Linked DNA regions of Arabidopsis thaliana: region 1 is linked to region 2. The links are chromatin contacts, called in public capture Hi-C maps. All regions are on one chromosome and are shown on one strand. The core of a region is the stretch at or near the end of the contact, and the rest is flanking DNA. Distances in the headings are between cores, read along the strand shown.

The links. Capture Hi-C pulls out chosen DNA fragments and counts their contacts.
Region 1: a contact with region 2 is called in a capture Hi-C map of shoot, with 2.2 times the contacts expected there. The contact joins the promoter of CYP71A15 here to the promoter of VSP2 in region 2. A contact is called at or near these places in 2 of 26 Hi-C or Micro-C datasets (callus and cotyledon) and 1 of 3 other capture datasets (shoot).

The regions. Positions count from the first base shown.
Region 1 is chr5:8,596,103-8,599,295 of TAIR10.1, reverse strand. It overlaps CYP71A15 (cytochrome P450, family 71, subfamily A, polypeptide 15), which reads left to right and starts at 1,535. Exons shown (of 4, transcript NM_122404.1): 1 at 1,535-1,918; 2 at 2,846-3,193. The coding sequence starts at 1,535.
Region 2 is chr5:8,500,790-8,503,684 of TAIR10.1, reverse strand. VSP2 (vegetative storage protein 2) reads left to right here and starts at 1,461. Exons shown (of 3, transcript NM_122386.4): 1 at 1,461-2,250; 2 at 2,492-2,704; 3 at 2,798-2,895. The coding sequence starts at 1,841. It also overlaps the pseudogene AT5G24775.

The DNA of each region.
Region 1 (3,193 bases), core at 286-2,785, 96 kb before region 2:
TTTAAAGTTTATAAATTCTATCCACTTAGGTTATTTTTAAACAAAACAAAATAAATTTTCATTATAACACATAAATAGACAATCGAATGATTAAGACATTATTTTTAAGCATCATCATTAGTACTATTTTTATATTTTAAAATTTCAATTAATTTAGTAAATATATCTAATACAAATTTATATTTTTAGGTATTAAATGATAACTTATTAAAATTGGAAGAGTTTTTTGTAAATAAAAAAATTATGCTTTAAAAATAGAGAAATGATTAGTATTGCTCCAAATTTGGAGCAATACTATCTTTATTTTTGGCGCAAGATATTGAGTACCATTGATGATGATTTTATATCAAATATAGAGCTTGTAGCAAGAAGAAGGGTGACTTACATTATCCTTGTGGTAAGGTTTGTAGTACGAAACTATTTTTAACCATTATCCTTCAAACAAACAATGTTAATAATTCTATGTCAAGTTTCTAGATCTTAATCTCCGATAACAAACTAATAATTAACAATTGTTAGAACATCCAACAATAAAGCATAAAGAGTGAAAAAAAAAAAAAAATCCAATTAAAACCTGCAATTTTTCTCGTTCTCAAATAAAACTTCTAACTAATTAATTTTCTTAAAAAATCTTCAAGTCGTCAAAATTCAAACTTTTCCTATTTAAAACTTATCTTGAAAACCTCCAAATTGAAATATTTTCCCAATTAAAACCTCAAACTTTTTTTCGTTTCTAAATAAAATTTCTAACATAACTAATTAATTTTTCCTAAAGAAACGTTTAAGTCATCAAATTTTGAGTCTGATCAATGATTTACTAACGATAAACGGCTTTTAACAACATATTTTCCATTTATTTAGTTTTTGAAATTCACATGTTTTAGTTACAGTAGAAAATATAAAATCAAAATTGAGGATTGAATAAATTTATACTTGAATGATTGTTAAAATTTATACTTTAATGATTATGGTTAAAATTTTAAATCAATCGAAGTAAATAACCCAATTGGTAAGTAACTAAGTATTAAAAGATTCCAAAATAGGAAATATACAATAATGTTTTGCTTGTGCATCGGTGGTCATTAAGTAAAGGGCACCATTCAATTCTTAGAGTGGTAGGAAGCGAGAAACCAAGCCAATATGGTATCCCATATGGCTAAGCTTATGAGAGAGTTAGAGACAAGTGTCGCATTAGGTGTCGTATGAAAGATGCATACGATGTATATACAGTTTTTTTAACAACGTGTCTATTTGTAATTATCACTCATTGTCTTACTTGATAGCTTTTGTTTGCTTCTTCTTAATAGGATGCATTTTATTGCATGTGTATGCATTTCTCCAAATGAAATCTTGTGAAACACTTGTCTCTAAGAGTCTAACTCTCACACAAGCTAAAAACACGTCAGCTTGAGGTCCACTTAGCTTATTGATGAGTAGTTTTAAAGTTTGTGTGTTTCCAACTAATCAGTAACTAGTAATCACCCAACACATAAATAAATATATTACGAGTGAGAGAATTGTTTCAAAGTTAGAAATGGAAATCATAATCATCTCTCTCTGCCTAGCAACAATCCTAGCCTTTCTTCTCCTAAAACCACTTCTGAATCGAACCGTTGCCAAAGACAACCTACCACCGTCTCCGTGGCGAGTTCCGGTAATCGGAAACCTCCACCAGCTAAGCCTCCACCCTCACCGCTCCCTTCGTTCCCTCAGCCACCGCTACGGGCCACTCATGCTCCTTCATTTTGGCCGTGTCCCGATCCTCGTAGTCTCTTCCTCTGACGTAGCTCATGACCTCATGAAAACACACGACCTTAAGGTTGCGAACCGCCCGCGATTAAAAGTGATTGAAACAATCCTCAACGGTGGGAGAGAAGTGGTTTTTTCCCCTTACGGAGACTATTGGAGGCAGATTAAGGTGTTTTTGCTAAGTCATTAATTTATATATACAGTTAACAATTAGTTGTGGTTAGCTCTCTGGATTTGCTATCTGTGGCCTATTATATAATTTCCAAAGTCTATATTTGATTAAGTTTTACCAGTTAGATTGATAGTTACATGTTGTAGTGAATACATGCACCGTGCGTTTGATTAATTTTGATCCCCCTTCCGTTTTATTTTAATTTGAGTATCGTCTTGTAAACAAAAAATGTCGTTTAAAAAAAAATTCAATTTTATTTTATAGTTTTAATTTCTTGACCAATAAAAAATTTACATAACATATTAATAAAAGGTAAAAATAGTATTGTTTCGTTAATTTGTGAGTAAAAAACTAAAAGACATATAATACGAAATGAATTGTATACTATTTACTTCTTGAAGTACGTTTGTTTTAAAAGTCAGAAGGTATTTACTTGTTGAAATACATATACAGTTCTATAATGTTTAATCTTCCAATTGAAAAATACAATACATTTAAATAAAACCATTAAATATTTTTATACAAACTTTCTTATTAGATATTTGATTTTCGTAAGTTTAGTTAATAAGAATAACTTGTATATGAAATTAACATTGTTTGGCAAGAATAATAGCAGAAATAAATAAATAAATAAAAAATGAGAAGAATTGTGGACTTCATACATAAGAATTAGTGTTTCTTTTCTAATATATAGAGGATGTAATAAAGGCATGAGTTGAGCTTTAAAAGAAAAAAAAACATTTGCTTTGTGCGTAGAGAAAGAACAGAACACATTTTTTTGCAAAAGATAAACAACGGAAGTTTGAGAGAAAGTAGTATTTTTGTTTGTTAAAAACTTTGATATATTAATGCTCTTGATACTTAGATATATTAATTTTCTCATTAAGAAACTGATGAAAGTATTACGTCTGTTTTGTGAGGAAGACTGTATGCGTCGTCCATCTACTCAATAAGAAAATGGTACAATCCTTTGCAAAAGTAAGAGAAGAAGAGAGAAGTGTAATGATGGAGAAGGTCGAGAAAGCAAGTTCCGATTCTTCACCACTAAATCTAAGCAAGCTTCTTATAACACTTACAAGCGATGTGGCAAGTAGAGTTTCTTTTGGGAAAAAACATAGCAACGAGGCAAGCATGAGCGATTTCAAGAATCAAGTGAGAAAAATCACTGAGCTGGTAGGCGGATTTCCGGTTAGCGAATATATCCCGTGTTTGGCGTGGATAGATCAAATTCGTGGTCTGTATAATAGAGCGGAGGAAGTGAGTAAAATTTTT
Region 2 (2,895 bases), core at 212-2,711:
TGAACGGTACCTACATTTGCATCTACTTCCGGATTTGGTTCCACTAACCTATCAACAGGATAATATTCGCTACAACTACCATAATTCACCATTGACTCATTCTCTCCATGCATGAACCAAACTTTGTACCCCGACATAAACCCTTCCCCATATAAGTGCATCCAAACTTGAGATACATGAAGAACTCCAAAATTCCGACATGTACAACACATTTTTTTTGATTCGATGGTTACCGGTTGATTTGTCGCGAATGCCATGAATTGTTTAAGACCTTCTGCATATTCCGGCATTAGTAACTCCGTTAGCGGATCACGCATGGGCTGGTCCATCCATGATCGAAAATAATTAAACGGATTTGAAGAAGCCATTTCTCTCTGGTTATATTTTGTTGCTGCTTGGACGATTTTGTGAATGATGGTAGAAAAATATAAAGATGAGAATTATCAATGTTTTCGACGGGTTTTCGACGGACGTCCGACGGGTTTTGGCGACGAATTTCCGACGGAAATTTTGAATATTTATTTTTTAAAATAAAAAAATGCACGGCTATGTGACCGTGCGGCGAATTGACCGAGTAGCTACTTGACCGAGTGTATTTCGTTGGAATTCCGTCGGAAAAGTGCAGAATATTCTGATGAATATTCTAGGGATCAAAACGGATATATTTTGGTCGGAAATCCGTCGAAACATTTGGTCGGATTTAATTTGGTCGGATTTAATTTGGTCGGAGTTTCGTTGGAAATGACTGATGAATTGTCGATCATTTAGAATTCGTCAGAAAAGTTCGACGACATTTTGACGGAAAACATGTCGTCAGAAAACCGTCGGAATACCATTACGAAACCGTCGAAAATTTTCGACCGTTTATTTATCGTCGAAAAGTCTGTCGAAAAGGGTTTTGTTCTCTTGTAGTGTACCACAACTTGGTTTGCAACACTATATATACTTTTTGATATATAAAAATTCTATTAAACTACTTAAATATTTCGTCATGAGGTTATATGCATTAGAAAAAAATATATAACAATATTGTTGGAAGACTGGACAATTATCGTTGAAACTATAGCTATCACCAAGATACAACTTTTTGTGGAAAATCTTGGTGGCAATTAGAAACTGTTCCCAATCTCGGGCATGAAAATCGTTATTCAAATATTTGTCAACAACTAGTGAATAGTGATACAGCTATATATGTTTGCTAATTTATTGAATTATTTAATGTTACGACTTTACGTAACAATTATTTAACGTCTATTCTTGTGTACCTCACATTTCTTATCGTCATGTCTCATCTCTTATATTATTCACAGTACACCCATCTCTTCTCGCTCACTGTGGAACCTGTTGTCAATTACTCGTTTTGCATTTTATTGGTTTTCCCAATTACTCTATCAATTATTTATCAAAAAAAAAAAAATGAAACATTTACTCTATATATTATTTCCGCAAACACAAATTATACTCACATCAACATATTCAATACATTTTTCTAGTAATGTAGAACAACTTTACAGTATTCTCCAAAACGAAACTCTAATTCAAAATTTACAAGCAGATAAGCCAAAGATAATAGAACAACAAAACGCCAAATTCTAGTTAAGCACACAATCTCAACGTGCACTAAAAACGAGTGGTGTAAGTGAAAAATATCGTCGATTATAAACATTATGGGACCAGTAGCATTTGTTGCACCAATCGAAAACAGACAAGCACACATATCTCCTCATTTCTCATCTGGCTTCTTAATCATTTCTCATAACCCCACCTCATTATAAATACCACCCTTTGCGTCACACATATAAACATCACAAACTAAACAATAAACCATACCATAAAAAACATGAAAATCCTCTCACTTTCACTTCTCTTGCTCTTGGCCGCTACGGTCTCGGCATCCGTTCCAGGGCTCATCGAACTCGTCGATTCGAAAACCATCTTTGGGAACGTAGCCGAACTCTTAGAGAAAGAGAAACTTTCCATCAACTACGCCAACTGCAGAAGCTGGCACCTTGGTGTTGAGACCTCTAACATCATAGACTTCGACACGGTGCCCGCAAATTGCAAAGACTATGTTGAAGACTACTTGATCACTTCCAAACAGTACCAATACGACTCCAAAACCGTGTGCAAAGAGGCTTATTTCTATGCCAAAGGACTTGCCCTAAAGAACGACACCGTCAATGTTTGGATCTTTGACCTAGATGATACCCTCCTCTCTAGTATTCCCTACTACGCAAAATATGGATACGGGTATATATACGCATAATTATCATTATTAGTTCTACCCACACCACCTCCATTGCATTAACAATATTATCTTCATATTTTTTTTTTAATGGTTTAGATATCACTATATGCACGTTTCGGTTTTATTTTATATATATTATTTGCAACTCTAAATAGTTTCAGTACTGACCTAAATGTTTTTTTTCATATATATCTTACTTTGTGATTTCATTTTGAACTACTTTTTTTTTTTTTGGATTCTTAGAACAGAGAAGACCGACCCGGGGGCGTACTGGTTGTGGTTAGGGACCGGAGCATCAACCCCTGGACTCCCGGAGGCCTTGCATCTTTACCAAAACATCATAGAGCTCGGGATTGAACCCATCATACTCAGTGACCGTTGGAAGTTGTGGAAGAATGTCACTCTCGACAATCTCGAAGCTGCTGGCGTGACCTACTGGAAGCATCTCATATTGAAGTAAGAATATTCAAGTAGTTAGTTATATAGTAATTAAATAAATTATAAGTATCATATATGTGATTGAATCAAGGACTAAATATGGAAATGTAGGCCTAATGGTTCGAACTTGAGGCAAGTGGTGTACAAGTCAAAGGTGAGGAAGAGTCTCGTGAAGAAAGGATACAACATCGTTGGCAATATCGGAGATC